Regions from separate parts of the Mus musculus genome. Here region 2 is linked to region 1. Evidence: chromatin contacts called from public promoter capture Hi-C data. All regions are on one chromosome and are shown on one strand. The core of a region is the stretch at or near the end of the contact, and the rest is flanking DNA. Distances in the headings are between cores, read along the strand shown.

Region 1 (4,704 bases), core at 605-3,104:
CCTAGGTCTCAATGGCCAGCCAGCTTCACCTACTTGGCAAGCTTCAGGCCACTGAGACCCTGTCTCCAAAAAAAAGGTGGATAGCGCCTGAGGAGGCTCAGTCACGATCATCTTCTCTATCCCACTTGCACTAGTGTGTGCACATGTGTACGTGTGTGTGTGTGTGTGTGTGTGTGTGTGTGTGTGTGTGTATACTCCACATGCAAACAAGATAGAGTCAAAAACCCCTACTTGTGGCACACATGCAGAATGGCCTCACCTGCTTGTCCAGCTCATGCCTGGCCACTCAGCCATTCTGCTCCTTGTTCAAGCTGTATCAGAACCACTGTGTCGCCCAACCTTCCCACCTCCCTGAATCTTGGCACAGACTGCTTCCTCAGCCTGGAGGGATCACAGCCAGCGTGTCCACCTACCATATGTCCCTGTGCTCCATGAGTCTCTGTTCATGCCCGTCTCTTCTCCAGAGTCTCCCCAGGATTCTCCAGGATGCTATTCTGTCCCCCCCCCCCAATTCCAAAAGTACCTGTCATTCTACCCCTCTCAGCTGGGTACTGTGCTGAGCACTATTGGAGAGATCAAAGCTTCCTGCTTCCCAGGAACTTACAGAATGCATTTGGTTTTGTTTATTTAACTTCAGATTGGCATATTCTAGCTTTACATGATAAGGAGTTTCATTGTGACATTTCCACACAGACATCTAATGTACTTTGTCACAGTCACTGCCCCCTCATCCCTTCCCCCACACCTCCCTATTCACATTCTCCAACATCCGTCTTTCACTTCCACGTCCCCTTTAGCGTTCAGTTTTTAAATTATGCATTGATTGATTACAGCATTGATCCCATTGTGTATCGATCGTTTGTCGGATGGGCTCCTTATTTAGTGAACAAATACTTATCGACAGCATCTGTGCGTGTAGTCTACTGGATTGTGAGTGTGTGTGTATACACCTCATTGGCCTCGTCCTCATGGAGTCTGAGCTACAGTGACAGACATGTAAATGAGTAATGGTATCCAAGACACTGGTTACTGCATGTGTGTGTGTATGTGCGTGTGTGCATGCATGCATATGTCTATCTGTTTGTCTAGTATGAAGGTAGATGGGGTTGAGATCTGGTTATGTCCCAAGCTCAGTGTTACTTGTGCAAGGGGCAGGTGGGTTCAGAGCTCTGTCACCTAGCGGACATTGAACTTCTGGTCTTCCTATTTCTGTATCTCCCCAGTGCTGGGATTTTTAGACGTGCCCCACCAAGCTAAACTGGAAAGATGAGTTTTATTTATTGAATGATTGATTTTTGATGCTGCTAGGCCAGTTAGTGGTTAAGAACAGAGGTTTGGATTTAGACCAAGGTTGGCCGGAACTCTCCCTGGCTCTACATTTCTGTAGTGGTGTGGTAATCTTAGCTCTCAGTGGTCCTCCATGTGCCCTCCATCTTCCTATTGCTTCCCTGCATCACAAGATGATTGTCAGGTGTAAATGGGACAGCAGTGCCCTGCTCACAGTGCTGGAAGCCCCTGTTCGTCACCTCTCCATGCTCTGCTCGTCTTCCCTCTCCTCTTCCCAGCAGCAGCCCCTTCTGCCTCAGCAGGGCCGGCCTCAGGGCCAGACACAGCATCCTCTGGGTCCGTCGGCTTCAAGTTCAAAGGAAAGCTTCCTCACTGTGGTATTGGATTTTGCAGGATGGTGACAGCTTCTACAAACCTCTGGTCCGTGAGCCAATTTGGAGGAAATTGAATCATTCTCTGCGCCTTTCGGCTTCGTATCCTAAAAAGCCCGAGCAAACACTCTGGGCAGGCTTCAGCAGCTTCACATCCAGGGCTCAATCACAGCTTCAAAATAAAAACATCCCTCATTGCTCTCCGCCTGTGAAGCTGGCTGTGGAGCCTGTCACAAACCTCGGAGCTACAGATAACACCCCTTACCCTGAACACACACCATATCAGAAGGTCCTCGCAGGCACAATTCACTTAGCGTGCTCTGTGTGGACGAAGGCTGGGGGTGGGGTGGGGGTGGGGGTGGGGGATGGGAGCTGTCAGGAGCAAGGGCTCTCCTGCGCCTGTAGCTCCAGGGAGGCTCTGTCTACTTACGTCTCTCTCAAAGTGCTTTCCTGTTCCAGCCTGGGCAAGCAAGCTGAGCTCTGCAAGGGTGGCGTAGCCCTTTGGCATCATGGCGGAGCCACCAGCCTCATTACTCCTCAGCAAAGAGCCCTCTGTAGAAATGGCAGTGGATTTTGTAACTGGCAGTCTCGAGTGGTCCATGATTCGCAAAGGATTTATATGTGAAGGGAAACGGATGGATTAAAAATATTAAACAGTGTAGCCAGGACCCGCTCGGATGAATTGTTGGGATCTATTTTCTCCTTCTACTCTAAACATATGGCATGAATTTTCCACCCTCATTACAGTTGCTGCGAGAAGGCAAAGGCAAATATTGATATTTCATTCATGTTTTACGGTGAAAACACTGTTTGGTTTGTTTATACAGTTTGACTATCACAGTTTTTATGGTGAGCAATGAAACCACTGTAAAGCCAAGCCTGGGTTATATAGCAGATGCGATAAACCCTCACATTCAGGGAGACTCCCCGGATGGGATAGCTAATGTCACATGTCCAGAACGAACAACTGAATTGTGGGTCAGGACAGGCTAGTCAGGACGTAATACCCAACAGCCCCTGTGGACCCTCTACAGCATAAAGCTACCAAGGTCTCTCTTGTCTAGACTGAATCTCTAGCCAGTGTTTCTGGGAGTGCCGTGGGGGGAGGGGGGCGGGCTTGCAGCCCACATAGCTGGATGCTATGCACAGGAAGGAAGAGGCTTGCTGGTTTGTATTGCAGCCAAGCTTCTGCTCCCAAGTGAGACCTGTCACCAAGGCTCATGTCCCATTGGCCCGTGTGAGTGTCCACATTCCCAAGTCTCGGGATTACCTGCTGCCGTGTGTACGTGGACAGGGGTATATGGCTGGGATGTCGCAGATCAGACTGAGGACTGCCTGACACAGCTACACTTAACGCAAGCCAAGCCCTTGTGTAGCTATTGTTTTAACTGATTGTCTGCTATGTGTGTGTGTGTGCAAGTATATGCCTGCGAGTGTGTGTGTGCGTGTGTGTGGCATGTGTGTAAGTAGGTATGAGCATGTGGAGGCCAGAGTTAAGCATTGGGTGCCTTCTCTGTCTTGGAATTCACCAGTTTGGTCAAACTAGACAGTCAGAAAGTTCTAAGTCTTTCTCAGCATCAAACTTTCCGTTCCCATACCCACATGCATTTCCTGTACCTAAGGTGGAGGACAGCTCTTCATACATTTCATGCAGTCAGCTGTTGAGACGTACCTGTCTTCATGGTCCCCAGGCTAATCATCCCAGAGCCCTGCCTGTGTCCTCATCCACCAGCCCACATCTCTTTAGAACATCCTGTAAACATGACACATAACATTTCTCTCCTCTTCCCACTCTCTCTCCCTCTTTTGAACACTGTGTCTCCCTAGCCCTGACTGTTCTGTAGACCAGGCTGGCTTTGAATTCATTGATCTACCTGCCTCTTTCTCCTGGGCGCCAAGATTAAGGGTACACACCACTACCACCCGGCTTGACATTTCTTCCTTTAAAACCGTTCAGACCAAGGGCTGGCTGGCTGGTTTGCTGGATAAAGGCACTCACTGCTAAACTTGGATGACCTGAGTTTAACTCCTGGGGAGAACCAACTGCTTTGGGTTGCCCTTTTACCTCCACACACGAAAAAAGTGAATAAAAGTCTTGAGCAAACCAAGGGCTGTCCTGTCATGTGTACATGCCACACACGTGTGCATCACGTTCTATCTACACTGTGTGAATCCAAGCGCATGCTCTCTTCCCCACCCCTCTAAAGAAGAGAATCATGTTTGTTGTACTTATTTTCATTAGGGTCCTTTCTTTAGGCTCCATTGTGATTCTGAAAATCTTTTAAAAAACGAATCAATTAAATGGAAATGAACTGTTTTGAACATCAGCTAAGCAGCTGTGTCCAAGGAAGAGCAATTCATCCGAGGCTGAGTCTGCAGAGATGCGTGGTTGGGGCTGGGTGAGGATGGACCGAGATTTTACTTTCCTTGAGTCTCAGTTTCAACAGGTGTAGGACGAAGAGCCTGATAAGGATGTTTCCCTGTTCATCCATGTGCTGGTGTTGCGATGCCTATAATTTAGCGTGCATTGGGCACCCTGGTGGCTTTCTGTAAGCTTGACTCTTATCTCTATGAGAAAATTGAGGAATTAGAACACAGACAACTCGAGTATTCAATGGGTGGAAGGCATGTCTTTCCTTCATCCTGTTTGTTGAATGATGGAATGCATGAACATGGTTTTTCCAGTTTCATAAGCTTTCCACCTTCGAAGAAACTCAGAGTCTCTGTGATCAATCACGTGTGGCCAACTCCCCAGACACAACAGCATGCAGATAGTGGGTGAACTCTTGCTTTCCCCTTAACATCTCCCTATCTGAGTCTTCCTCCTTAAAGCACAATGTGGTAACCGTGACTGAATTTGAGCAGATCCCTTGGCAGGCGTGGGAGGTGGGTTCTGGGGACGTTGGCGGTGTGATGGGTGTTTCCCAAGCATCGAGGCCTCCTAACGTCTCATTTCCATTAAGCCTCATGGATGCGTTCCAAGAATTTAATTAATATAACATCACTGCCTTCATTGTGATTCCTCAGTAGGGTTATGGGAACCTGG
Region 2 (4,474 bases), core at 1,883-4,382, 2.0 Mb after region 1:
ACTCAAGGAACTAAAATTGCCTCTGATGGCCTCAAGGGTAGTGTGTTTGAAGTGAGCCTTGCCGATCTACAGAATGATGAAGTTGCATTTAGAAAATTCAAGCTAATCACTGAGGACGTTCAGGGCAAAAACTGTCTGACTAACTTCCATGGTATGGATCTTACCCGGGACAAAATGTGCTCCATGGTCAAGAAGTGGCAGACCATGATTGAAGCTCACATTGATGTCAAGACGACCGATGGGTATTTGCTCTGACTTTTCTGTGTTGGATTCGCTAAGAAACACAACAACCAGATAAGAAAGACATCCTATGCGCAGCACCAGCAAGTCCGCCAGATCCGGAAGAAGATGATGGAAATCATGACCCGAGTGGTGCAGACCAATGACTTGAAGGAAGTAGTTAATAAACTGATTCCAGACAGCATTGGGAAAGACATAGAAAAGGCTTGCCAGTCCATTTATCCTCTTCATGATGTCTTTGTTAGAAAAGTAAAAATGCTGAAGAAACCCAAGTTTGAATTGGGCAATCTCATGGAGCTGCATGGGGAAGGCGGCAGCTCTGGCAAAGCAGCTGGAGACGAGACGGGCGCTAAGGTTGAGCGAGCTGACGGATATGAACCGCCAGTCCAAGAATCAGATCAGTGTAAAATCCAGATTTTTAATAGTGACAAATAAAAAGTCCTATTTGTGGGAAAAAAAAAAGGAAAGGAATTCTGAACTATGCACCAAGGGGGGGGGGGGACGACTCATAAAAGAATTGGCAACAAACAGGAAAAATGCAAGGATCAAAGATTAATTCAAAATTAAACACTCCATGAATATGAGGTGTCTTGCTGTTGTTGATGGAGTTGTGTTTTGCAAACTAACAGCAGCTCTGGCTCTGAACATACATCAGGGGCACTCAACTTGTGTATGCCCTCACCGTGTAAAGTCAACAAACAATGTCTAAAACACCCCAAACACCCTCCCTCAAACTGAAGGCTAAGAGTTGCATTGGTGGTTTTTACAAGGAGTTTTCTATTCTTATAGAAACTAATATTTAATTATAAACAACAACAGCAACAAAGATTCCTAATAGTTTCCTACCTCCACTCCTCAGTATGTAAGAATCAAATTAGTGATTCTTTGAATTGGCTTAAGTTAGACAGACAAGCACTTCCTATCCATTATCATGCAAATTGTTTTTCTCTTTAATGAGTGGTAGGATTTTATGTAGGCCAAAGGATTGTGTTCAAATAAATTTCTTTATAATTTATTATCAGTAAATGTTTGATATCTATACCTACTTTTATAAACACAAGACCACATATAATTTTATCTGGGAAGGCTGGATAGGTGACTCAGAGGTAAGAGCACTGGTTGCTCTTGCAGAGGACCTGGCTTCAATTGACAGCACTCATATGGCAGGTTGCAACTGTTTGTAATTCAAGTTCCAGGGGATCCAACATCTTCTGGCCTCTGGGGTCAACACACACACACACCACACACAAACACACACACACACACACAGTGCATGGGCATACATGTAGGCAAAGCACCTATACACATAAAATGAATAATAAATTTGTCGGGGGTGGGAGAAATGGGTTGTAACTGGATAAAGCTTAAGATGCCCTAAAGTAGAGTACTATAATAGGAAAATCTCACAAGGAAAATGAACACAAGATATAAAAAGTGCAGTCCAACTCAATGGTTGCCAAAAGAGTGCCAAAGCTACATAGAAAAGTAAATAAGATACCAAGGGGAAACTCAAGGTCACAGCATTACTGCGATTCTATCAGAATGGAGACAGTCAACAAACAAGAGAGACCCCCTCTTGTTGGGAAGGAAGTTCTGGTTTTTGACAGTTAAGGGCAAGGAAGAGTAAAATATGCCTACGGTTTGGTTTTTCCAAGTGCTTGCAAGTTTTAGTAACTAACACTTTCAGTGGAGTTGAAGGTTATTTAGCACTTAGCATGAATTTAAAGGAAGGGGGAGAGTTGGGAGGTGGTGGAAGGGGTGGAAAGAATTCCCAGTACCTAGGACGGGGCCCGAGAACATGTTGGATTCCTTCAAGGCGCTTTATAAAGCACCACCTTGGATATCCATCATAGTCCCACCCCAAAGAGAAGGCATCAAAATTAAACCAAGCTACCTCCGAGAAATCATTGGAGGGAAAGGTCGATGAGGAGAAAGTGGCTCCCGTTCTCCCCCATTGATTCCCTATGCGCAGAATCAGACTTTACTGCTGGTTGGAAGTCACTTTGGCCACTTCTCTCTGAGCTGTTGTTCTCCTGCCAGAGCTGCTCCTGCTGGAATCCTGCTTGCCTCCCATCACAGCTGTGGATAAAGGCTTCCTCCTCTTCCTTCTTTCTTCCTTCCTCCCTCTTTCTCTTCTGCTTTTTCTTACTTTCCCTCCTCTATCGCTCCCTCCCTTTCTCTCCCTCTCCCTCTCCCCCTCCCCCCTCTCTCATTCTCTCCCCCTGCTGAGTGTGGATCTAACTAGATTCTTCAAGCTCCTGCCTTGCCTTCCCACAATGATTGCGACCTGGAATTGTAAGCTAGACGGAACCCTTTCTCCTCGAAGTTGCTCTTTGTTTGTTTGTTTGTTTGTTTATCACAGCAGCAGAACAAACCCTTTCTAGATCGGCTCAGCTCTAGTACCAAATTCTCAGAGATAAAGTGAAATCGGTTGGTTTTAGGACATGAGCACCTTCCCTGCGTGCTACCATATCCACAGTGTGTTATTGTTTCCCACATGGATAGTTCTATATCTCAGGATGGTATTATTGGCACCCATGTGTGTATCATATATCTCACGTGGGGGCGGTCAAGTGGCTACCTACACTTGCCTGACTCAGGGACAAGTGCCGGCCACATCTCCAGAAAGCATGAAAAAGAAGAAAAGTTAAACCCAGGAGAGACTGTATCCTGCCACGACCCCATCGCCTTGAGGTTCCTGGGAAGGAACGTCCGTGCCTGCCTTCTTTTGCTAGGCTGCAAAGCAACCTGCCACATGCAGGGCGGAAAAGCCGGCTTCAGAAACAGCCTAACCGTTGCGCAGGCGCAGCCCATAGCTTTCAGAAAGCCACTTCCTGCCTGGTTGCCTAGCAACGGGGGAAGCGTTGTTGACATCCACAGAAACTGCAACTCAGACTTGAGCCAGGAGCTGTCCCACAGGCGCGATGGTAAATCTGAGTTCTTGTCTAGAAGGGTAGAGGGGGAGACTCATGTGCACAGCTGTCCTGGGAGGGTCTCACCATTTACTGGATGACAGCTGGAAAGGGCGCTATTGAAAAAACGGGAGGTGTTGAGATGAATCTGGGAGCCAGAAAAGTTTGCAAAGAGCTATGACAGAGGTGGAGAAAGAAAGAAAGATCCCAAGCTGAGAAAGAAGGAGACCAGGAGAACAAAAAAATGGGAAGGGGGCTGGGAGATGAGTAAGAGACAAAGAGGGAAGAAATAAAAACTAGGAGGGGGGGCGAGGAATGGAGAGAGAACGCGGGGAGGAAGGTGGGATGCTACCCCAACCTCGCCTGCACAGAAAAGGAAGGAGAGAGAAGAGAGAAAAAAAAAGGAAAGGGAAAAAGAAAGGCAAAGGGGAAGAGAAGAGAAGGAAGGGGATGGGAGAGAAAGAAACGAAGGAAAAGGGTTGGAGAAAAGGGAAAGGGAGAGGAGGAGGAGGGAAGGAGAGTGAAGGGGAGAGGAGGAGAGGCACAGGAGTGGCCTGGGGACACAGGAGGTTGCAATAGGGGTCTGGGAGTCAGAAGAGAACCACCTTGGAGGAGAGGAAAGGTGAGGAGCAGAGAGCTGAGAGGAGCAGTGGAGGAAGGGAGGAGAGGTCCGTGACTTTGAGGAGCCCCTAAGGCGATCAGAACTGGGCTGGTTTGTGAGTATTCTGTGCCAGACATAAGGAGACCAAGAAATGCCAAGTGTCAGAGAGATACCCCAAGAAAAAAATGTCTACATTTACTGGGGTTTGCGTTTTCTTGGTTGGTCGGTTGGGTTGGTTTGTTTGTTGTTTGGTTTTGGTGTTTGGTTTGGTTTGGTTTTGGTTTTGTCCCAGGCTGTGTATGAGACAAAACAAGTCCCTGGCACTATCAGATTCTTGCTATTACTGTCACTGGCGATGTCTCCTTTTCCTTTCCAGAGGACACCTCAGGCTCAGAGCTTTCGTGTTACTGAAATGTAAACATATGCTCTCTTCCTTTGTTTTCACAGTCCTCTTTATTTGTGACAGCCCGTTTGTGACCTGGGGTGGCCTCTGCAGATGCATTTCTCCAAGCTTTGGGCCATGGTGTAGTTTAAAGAACATGCTAAATTAAATGTTACCAGTGTCCACCATGAGGAAAGCCACTAATCCAGCCTGACATTTCCTCAAAAGACACCTGCCCTGGTGGTGGGAAAAACGAGAAAAGTGCTTGCTCACCTCCACAATGGGTGCAGAAGGAAGCCTGTCTCTGACTGAAGTAACGTAGTGTTCACTTGTGAGATG

The links. Promoter capture Hi-C pulls out the DNA fragments that hold promoters and counts their contacts.
Region 2: a promoter capture Hi-C map of embryonic stem cells shows a contact between it and region 1, with 5 times the contacts expected there. The contact joins the promoter of Dynlrb2 here to the enhancer-like site in region 1. A contact is called at or near these places in 12 of 39 promoter capture datasets (3T3-L1-derived adipocytes, the C10 cell line, the HPC-7 cell line and 8 more) and 2 of 9 other capture datasets (embryonic stem cells and liver).

The regions. Positions count from the first base shown.
Region 1 is chr8:114,502,992-114,507,695 of GRCm38.p6, forward strand. The region is part of intron 5 of Wwox (WW domain-containing oxidoreductase); the gene reads left to right. Among named protein-coding and RNA genes, the nearest start is that of Wwox, 66 kb to the left of the region's middle. Within about 2 kb of position 1,855, at least 27 of the 459 cell types and tissues checked have an H3K27ac peak or open chromatin away from gene starts, as enhancers often do.
Region 2 is chr8:116,501,883-116,506,356 of GRCm38.p6, forward strand. Dynlrb2 (dynein light chain roadblock-type 2) reads left to right here and starts at 3,133. Exons shown (of 4, transcript NM_029297.1): 1 at 3,133-3,167. The coding sequence starts at 3,165. It also overlaps the pseudogene Gm9058.